Regions from separate parts of the Bos taurus genome. Here region 1 is linked to region 2. A link is a contact called in public Hi-C data. All regions are on one chromosome and are shown on one strand. Each heading gives the region's core, a stretch centred on a gene start, on an enhancer-like site or on the middle of the called end of the contact. The rest is flanking DNA. Distances are from core to core; before and after follow the strand shown.

Evidence for each region. A called contact is a pair of places that touch in the nucleus more often than the background predicts.
Region 1: a Hi-C map of skeletal muscle shows a contact between it and region 2, with 2.0 times the contacts expected there. The contact joins two enhancer-like sites. A contact is called at or near these places in 4 of 11 Hi-C or Micro-C datasets (blood, skeletal muscle, skin fibroblasts and 1 more).

What each region holds. Positions count from the first base shown.
Region 1 is chr19:46,155,957-46,160,729 of ARS-UCD2.0, forward strand. The region is part of intron 2 of KANSL1 (KAT8 regulatory NSL complex subunit 1); the gene reads right to left. Among named protein-coding and RNA genes, the nearest start is that of KANSL1, 22 kb to the right of the region's middle. Within about 2 kb of position 3,100, at least 5 of the 102 cell types and tissues checked have an H3K27ac peak or open chromatin away from gene starts, as enhancers often do. A contact at or near this core is called in skeletal muscle, where this site is marked.
Region 2 is chr19:46,019,776-46,024,492 of ARS-UCD2.0, forward strand. The region is part of intron 7 of KANSL1 (KAT8 regulatory NSL complex subunit 1); the gene reads right to left. Among named protein-coding and RNA genes, the nearest start is that of MAPT, 69 kb to the left of the region's middle. Within about 2 kb of position 2,511, at least 17 of the 102 cell types and tissues checked have an H3K27ac peak or open chromatin away from gene starts, as enhancers often do. A contact at or near this core is called in skeletal muscle, where this site is marked.

The DNA of each region.
Region 1 (4,773 bases), core at 1,850-4,349, 140 kb after region 2:
TGAAATACTCATTGTGGTTGGCTCTCCTCCAATATCCACTCTATCTCAGTGAAATTAGTTTTAACCCATTCTCTTTACCAGAGATTGGTTGGCAATGAGCAAGAAATGTAATCCTGGCCAATGGGACATGAGTGGAAGCCCACTGGAATACAGGATTGTGAGAAAAGCTGCTTCCATCCTAAAATGAGAGGAGGAAGAAACAGCCCCTCTTCAGGTAATGCTGAACATGACACTTCAAACCACTCCAGTCACTTTACATCAACTCTGAAGATGCCACCAACATCAAAGAGCGCAGAATGGAGAGTTGGCTAGAACCGTGGTTCTTGGGGACAGCATTAAATGATTATATTGAACAATCCTGACATTTGCAAGACTACTGGACTTCCAGCTACATGAGACCAATGTAACAACAAACATATTACACCAATTTGCACTAGGTTGCCTATACCTAAAGTCAAAAACATAATTATAACTTTCTCATATTTTAGAGTATTTGTATTATAATGCTTTATTTATATTTTTACATAACTTCCCTCTTATATACAACTCCTTACCCATCCATTCTTTATCTATGTGTTATTTCTGCCGTGTAAAAAAGGACCATCCCTCCTCACCACCAATCTTTGTTCATTCCTCTCCTTCAATCCACCTCTAACTTATCTTCCCTTCAAGAAAACAGTAATAAAGGAATTCCCAGACTTCCCTGATGGTCCAGTGGTTAAGAATCCACCTGCCAATACAGGGGACACAGGTTCAATCCCTGCTTTGCGGAAATTCCATATGTCATCAAGCAACTAAGCCCATGCACCACAACTACTGAAGCCCAAGTGCCCCAGAGCCTGCGCACCGCAAAAACAGAAGCCACCGCAACAAGAAGCCCCTGCGCCACACTGAAGAGTATCTCCCACGCGCCACAATTAGAGAAAGCCCACGCAAAGCAACCAAGACCCGGCACAGCCAAAATTAAAATCAATTGTTTTAAAATTCAGTATTTCAAATGGCAAACTAATCTCAAAGGACAAGGGGTTATTTTGTTTTGTACTTAAAAAAAAAAAAAAAGCAATTATTAAAATAATTCAGGAGAAAGTCCTAAAGCCTAAACCATCTAGTTTCAAAAGAACAGGGAACCCCCAACACCATTTCTGTTATTTGCCATTGCATCCCAGAAACTTAGTCCAGATATCAAAGAAATGAACATATCAAACTATTTAAAATATTAAAATTATATCATGAAAGAAACATCTTTAAACTGAAAGTAGTGCATGCTCTCATGTTAATATTCAGCAAGCTAAATATTAAGTAGAAAGCCAAGATAAACTGAACCAAAACTGGGAAATTTAAAGAATTTTGGATATCAAAAGGAATTTGGAAGGCCATCTAGTTCAACCTCCAGATTTTATTATCAGAAAGCCAAGAAAAAATAGCAAGGAGACTGCCCAAAGCCAAAGCTGGAACACAGACTGGAATCCGTGCGTCAGTCTCCAATTCTCACTTTCCCCACCACATCACCTGCATTCCAGAATTATAGCTTCCCACCGGAAACATGCTACTCACCAACTGGCGAATAAGAAGTACAAACATGATGCAGGTAAGCCTGAACAATACTACCAGTTCAGTTTGACAAGTATCAAGATTTGGCCAAAGGTAAGTAAGAGAAAATCCTCACATTAATTACAATGACTATAGACCTCAAAGATTGTTTTCATTAAATGAAGGTCTCAGCTAATCCAGAATATCATATACTCTTATGTACTCAGCCCAATAGCAACAAATTTGCAGTAAGATTAAGCAACTTAAGGCATTTGAAAAACCTGTCAGTGACAAAGTATTATAAGAACGCATGCTATTCCTTACTTTCAATCCCATCTAAAAACAAGATAATTTTCTTCTTCATACTAAAGATATAGACTCTGGAATTTACACAAAGATATTATCTTACCATCTCACCACAGAAGTGATCCAATAACTCATTGAGAACAAATACTAATCATAGGCAGCCTCATGATTTAACCATGAGTAATGAGAACAGTGGCTTCCCTGGTGGCTCAGACAGTAAAGAGTCTGCCTTAGTGTGGGAGATGCAGGTTTGATCCCTGGGTCGATGCAGGGAACATCCCTTGGAGAAGGAAATGGCAATCCACTCCAGTATTCTTGCCTGGAAAATTCCATGGATGGAGGAGCCCACCAGGCTACAGTCCATGGAGTTGGGAACATTCCATGGAATGAGAATAGTAACTAAAGTCACAGGTTAACCCTGAACACACTCCTAAATCAAGTCACAGGTTAACCCTGAACACACTCCTAAATCAGGAAATAATTTATTGGGGGATATTGAGGAAGACAGTACTAAAATGCAAATGTATGCAACTGTATCACTTAAAGAAACAAGTCATGTTCTCCCAAGGCCATCAGCTATGTTAAGACTTAACAAAAGATGGATGGTTTTCTCCTCTGCAGTACCAGATTTCAAAGTGGCTACACAAACACCAATTTCTAATACATGCAGTCTAACCAGAACTTTACAAGAATATTTTAATAAAGTTTCTCAAGGAGTTAAATTAAACAAGTAAAACAAATTACTGATTAAATTAACTGATTAGTTAGGTAAATTATACTTAATTCTAATTATTTGAACTTCATCAAAGAACATTCTTAAATTCTCAAAGAATTAACCAAAGAAGTTTGTTGACCAAACATAACATAATATATATTTTAATACACTAATTTTGCACATAAGCCAACATCAAATGTAGCAATCTGCCTAGAATCTAACACATTGTATCACATAATAAATGTCAGAATGTGCCCCAAAGTTACCAAGAGATTGCCTGGCTTCTTTTCCAAATGATTCATAAAGGTAAACATGCAGAACTTCAAGGCAGCTGTGAGCAGCCAAGTTGTGGAGGGCCTGATTACAAAGTCAGAAGGAGAAAAAAAATATTCAAAGAGAAAAGGGGGCAACATGTGTACAAGGCAAAAGACATTTAAAAAAAAAAAAAAGTTTTTTTAAGTGAGTTGCTGAGTCTAAAGTTAGATGCAACTTCTGGAGTCCTGCTCTGCTGGCACAGCAAACCTAGGGATTACAGAAACAGCACACCACACCTGTTCCCTCCAACAGAGAGGCACACCATTCTTGGAAAGAAACATCACTTTTTAATTCACTGATCCTGGATGCCTGAACTGGGTTCTCAGGGGCAGTGCGGAGCCTACAGCTATGGACTAGGAAGTAACTGAAGCCACTCAATAGGCAGGAGACATATTGCTGGAGTGGTGATTTAATCAAAGACTGTTGTAAAATCAGACATACTCTTGTTAAAATAAACACAATTGTATTTATAGAGTGAAATTCTCATTTTTTCAAGACAGAGAATGAGTCCTTCAGAGAGATGCCCTTTTTGTGACAAGCTGCTCTGGACAACCCCAGACCTTGAGAGTATTTTAGAAGCACTGCTTTAGATCATTTATAGATAAATATGAATACCTAAATACAGTCCCCTTATACAGATGATGAAACCTGAAAACATCTAATGTAAAAACTGTTGTGGGTACAAAATTATAAATGAGACCATAAACTACTGAGAAAACATGACAGGAATTCAGGAAATGCTAAAGTCCCAGTTTTATCTCTCTCACTCATTTACTAAGAAATCATACATAATTTTCTTAACAGCAAACTTTTTCATTTCTGAATCAGACAAAAAGAACATAATCAGTATTTTCAGCCATATTCCAAATTAATTCTCACAATCAAATTTAGACACATTTATCTAACAAAATTTGTCTCAAATGATCTAGCTCTAACTTGAACCAGTAGAACAAAAGAAACAAAATAATGAACCTATATCTTTTGTGGTATAAAGAAGAAGAAAATCCGGGACTTCCCTGGTGGCACGGTGGATAAGACTTCGTGCCCCAGTGCAGGAGGCCTGGGCTCCAGCCCTGGTCATGGCACTAGATGCCACATGTCGCGACTAAAGATCAGTGACCTGGCTCACTGCACCAAAACCCAGTGCAGCCAAAGAAATACATTTTTTTTTAAAGAAGAAAAAAAATCCTTCTGTGTAGAGGAGGGAAAACTCACACGCCCTAGAATCTCCATGGCAACAATATCCAAATGTAATCTTGCTGGTAACATTTAGGCTAGGGCATTCAATTTTTATAACATGACAACAGTAACAGTTGTATTCCTGCCCTGAATAACTTTCTTTGATTTTTCAATAAAACTAGGTATCCCCTTCAAGTCTTATTACTAATTACCAATCATTCATAAACATTTACTGAGTGTCTACTGGATGCTAAACACTGTAATACCTCTGGAAAAAAATACTAAGTCACCATCATAAGCTATGTGCTGGCAAAAAAAAAAAAAAACAAAAAACCCTTCTATTCATTGATATTTTAAATAGTTAATAATTCAAAGCAAAGAAGTAGTAAGAGATCAACAAAATTTTAGCGCTTTATGCTTTCCATTCAACTCTCTTCTGGCCCTTTTGGGAAGCTTGTATAGACTCCTCCAGGAATGCTAAAATTAGGTGTTCTTTATGGCATAACTAGAATGAGGTAACAAAACAAGTACTCCAAAACAAAACTAAGAGAAGAGGTTAAGGGAACCAAGTAGGAGACAAAGATTCAAAGTGACAGACTTACAATCTCTATCCCAAATGTCTCAAGACAGGGAAAAAGGTCAAGAAAAATGAAAATTTGTGATCTAGTCCAATTACAGTTAATTGTCCATTTCCCTTTCATTCTCAAATGTTTGGTACTGCCCTATGG
Region 2 (4,717 bases), core at 1,261-3,760:
GTGCTCAATCTGAACTAGGAGTGGGGCGGGGGGCAAAGAAGAGGGGGGTGAGTGAACATTAAAAAACCCATTATATTGTGGCTGGTGCTGTGTATTACTTCACCTTCATAACAATTCCATGATGCATTACTATGCTCCTTTTAATGACAGAAAACAGATTTAGAAAGGTGAGTTAACTTGTCAAGGTTACACAGTTTAGTAACTAACACTGTGCAAGCTCAGCTGTGTCTGACTCTTTGAGACCCCACTGACTTCAGCCTGTCAGGCTCCTCTCAGCTCATGGCATTTTCTAGGCAAGAATACTGGACTGGGTTGCCATTTCCTCCTTTAGGGATCAGAAAGGAACAAGTAACATTCAAACTCAAGTCTGTAAAATCCTAAAACTCATACTCTTAGCCACTACACCATGAAATTATTCTTTGGCCCAAAGAATTAATGCTTAAGTGTGTTAGCTGCTCAGTCATGTGCAACTCTTTGTGATCCCATAGACTACAGCCCGCCAGGCTCCTCTGTCCATGGCACTCTCCAGGGGACCTTCCCAACCCAGGGATCAAACCTGGATCTCTTGCACTGCAGGCAAATTCTTTACCATCTGAGACACCAGGAAAACCCAGAGAATGGAGCAGTTTAATTCTGAGGTGGAATCTGATAGTTCTCAAATTATTCCCAAGGAAGTGGAGAGTATACAATATTTTTCAAAAGAGTTCTGCAGTGTAGCAAAACTTAACTCTTTCCTATAGCACAGACTATGTATTTTATGACTCTTCAAAGAATAAGACACATCTCTGGGAACAGTGCTCTTGTGAATTTTTTTCCATAATCATTCTTTCTTTTACACATTTAAAAACAAATTCACCTATCGTAACCCTTAAAATAAATGATCAATCAGCTTTCAGCCAGGCCAAGGATATCAGAGCTCACTGTACTCCTAGCCCTTAGAGCCCGCCCAAGCCCCTCAATAAAATGGCTTGATTATCCCACACCCCAAAGGTCAAATGTTAAAAAAAAAAAAAAAAAAATTTTTTTTTTTTAAATCTCCCACATAAGAATTGAGTTTAGAAGTATTAATCAAATTGAATTAAATTTAGGGGAATTTTAATTAATTAAAACTTCTTTGCTCAGAGTGGTTGGGGAAAAGGGTGTACTGGAAATAAAGCACTGTCTACAGAAATTCTGAAAGTTGGGCTGAGTTCAAAGGTATAAAGAAGGCTCAAGAAGTGGGGGAACACCTCTTCTATATCCCAGGACATCCCCTGCATCAGCAAAAGAGTTACTCTCACTTGGCAAAGGCTGGTTTTTCTTATTTGGTCTTTTTGGGGGCTGTACCACATGGCATGTGGGATCTTCTCCAACCAGGGATCGAACCCATGCCCCCTGCATTGGGAGTGTGCAGTCTTAACCACTGGACCATGAGGGAAGTCTGCATAGGCTGTTTAATGGGACCACAAAAGCATAGTGATTTTATTCCTCCCACTCTTTTATAGTGCAAATAAGCAGTCCTGGACACAGGGCCTGGTTCCATCACTGAGTAGGAGGATAGAACAAGAACAAATCACTTGGCTGGGCCTCAGCATCTTCATCTGTAAAATGAGGCAGCAAGATCTGATCAGGGCTGGAGATACCCCAGCACACATGCTCTAACTCTCTCACCTCTTCTGTCTGCTGCAGGCACAGGCTCCTGGCAGTACTCGCTGTTGTACCCCAAGACCTTAGACCTGTCTCAAATAATTAGTTAATTAATCTAATTATAAATCAATCTCACTAAGCACAAGAGAGAAAAAAATGTATGTTATTGCTAGACTAGATGACTACTGTGCCTCTCAACTCTAACACGTTTAATTAATGACTTTTCAACTAAAACTCCACTCCTAACCCTTACCCCACCCCCATTTTAAATGCTCAGAAGTAAAAACTGGCACAAGTGTAAACCATTACCTTGTGCTCTGGAGTTGGGTATTAAGCAGAATCAAGAGCAACTTCCCCTATAAAACCCACTGAATAAGCTGTTAGGGATAACTGTTTATGGGACTCAGGCTACTATACATTGCTAGAAGTTTGCTGTGTTTTAGCAGCTTTCATATAAAAGTGAAGAGAGACTCAGTTAAATTCCCCAAAATCAGTGAACAAAAATGATCTCTTAGGAACTGCTAGTCTGAGTTCCTGCTCTGAGTAATAACACCTGGGATCCACACAGAGCTACAATTCTGAAAATAGACACAGAGGACCTGAAAGTAAGCAAAGAAAGAGTTCACACCTGCATAGGCAATGGCCATTAAAGTGGTATTAACCAGGCAGGAGGGTACAGATCCTTAACCAGGTCAATGACAAGAAACATTACCTTAGTTTGCCATTTCCTCAAACAAAAAGAATACTTTAGCTTCAGGCCCGCCAGAGTCTGACATTCCATGATCCACCATTTTCTCAAGCACACTTTCTCATGGTGTTCAGTCACGCTCACTTCCTCCTCCTGCTGGTAAGCTGCAATAGCCTCATGGATACAGCTAGTTGTCTTGGCAAGCTCTCTCAAAAGAGCAGAGCTCTTCGAGGCCAGCAGGTGGTGCTCTTATTAAGCACAAACCTAAGTCAACATGCTTTTCCCCAAGGTTGCTGCTGCTGCTAAGTCGTTTCAGTTGTGTCCGACTCTGTGCGACCCCATAGACCCCATAGACGGCAGCCCACCAGGCTCCGCCGTCCCTGGGATTCTCCAGGCAAGAACACTGGAGTGGGTCGCCATTTCCTTCTCCAATGCATGAAAGTGAAAAGTGAAAGTGAAGTCGCTCAGTTGTGTCCGACTCTTTGTGACCCCATGACTGCAGCCTACCAGGCTCCTCCGTCCATGGGATTTTCCAGGCAAGAGTACTGGAGTGGGTTGCCATTATACATCCTCTATTTCAAGCTAAGCTTTAGCTGGCTTGATTACATGAGGTAATAAGGAAACAAGCTCCTGTTTCTGGAATACTGAAGGGTTGAATGAGTGAAGTCGCTCAGTCATGTCCGACTCTTTGCGACCCTATGGACAGCAGCCCACCAGGCTCCTCCGTCCACAGGATTTTCTAGTCAAGAGTACTGGAGTGGGTTGCCATTTCCTTCTCCAGGGGATCTTCCCGACCCAGGGATCTAACCCAGGTCTCCAACATGGCAGGCAGACACTTTACCTCTGAGCCACCAGAGGACTAAAGGGTTATCACACCCTAATGTCTCCACCTTCCAGCCAGGGAGCAGTTCCTAAAATGAATGGGAGTGGCTAAGGTGTGCTAAGGTGGGAGATGAACTCTAGGATTAAGAGCTACAATTGGTTCCCATCCCAACAAGTACACACACTGGCTAGGGAAGCATCAGTAAAACTACAGAAAATGAAAAGCTGGATGTCCTGCCATCTTTAAATGTATTCTAGAGAAGAACGGGGTGGCCTGGAGGTCAGCTTTGACCCACACAGTATGCTGGTTGCTAGTCTTCACTGTTACTATTATACACAAAAAGATCTGGGCAATCTCAATATTTCAGGAGACACTATTCACATCTTCATGGCCCTGGCAATCTTCCAGTTTACAAATGTGGCATTCTGTATTCTGAGTGTGGCAGTTGTCTGAATCAAGTAAAAAATCCCAATAGTCACAATATTAGACACAGTAATTAGGTCCCTGGGTTGAGTCACAGAAAGTCTACTGTATTCATAGGCAGATATGTTAATGCTCAACTTGAGAAAGTAAAAAATATATATACTATTCTTTACTTTCTCATAAAGAGAATTTAATGACCATCTCTCTTGTCCAAACTCCAATGTCATAATTAGGATATGTGTGTGTGTTTGTGTGTGTGACTGACACAAGGGAGAGAGTGGGGAAAGGCAAGAGTGGAAAAAGGGGGTAGGTGGGGAGAGAAGACAAGAGACAGGAAAAGACCACAGGGACTACAGAATGATGGAACAGGAGATGGCAGGCAGGTGTCTTGGGCATATTTAGGTGATGGGAGAGAATTCACAACTATACAAGGTAATACTGTTGGCAAAGCATGATCAACATATTTATCAGCTGATACTGATTCAACAGGCAAAAGATCTTATCAGAATCTTAATATAACTATATAGATTTCAGGCTTCTTTATTCAAATACGAGACCATGCAATTCAACACTGTAATCTTAAGAGAATAACTCAACAAATGTTCTGGAGTCGTCTTGGTGTCTCTGCCTGAAGCTGCAGCCTGGAAATGGGCAGAAATCTGACTTCTCTTAATAACCTGGCTGGGGAGAAGCATGAATTATACTGAAAAGAAGGACAGGAATCAGATTACTTGGGTTTAAATTTTGGAGACTGCTACATCAGCTATGTAGCCTGAGATAAACCACAACCTCTCTAAGCCTATTTCTTGATATGTAAAACTGAAGTAACTTTACAAGATTACTGAGAAAACCAAATGAGACAAGAAATAAGAGAAGTGCATATAAACTATAAATGCTATACAAATATTATCTTAAGTTACATGAGCCATAATCCAAATCGCAGGAGAGGGTAAAAGTCAATGACTCTGGAATCTGAAGCATAGAGGAAAATGTTTCGTGTTTTCCAGTCATTATATTCTAAAGTGTATTTACTGCTCCATCACTCCTGATCTAAACCCTTGCCTAGTTTACTGTTCATATGTTTCAAGTATTCTAAATATTTCCACTCTTAGGAGAAGTCACATGGCAGCAAGACTATTACACCATGCCCTTTCTTA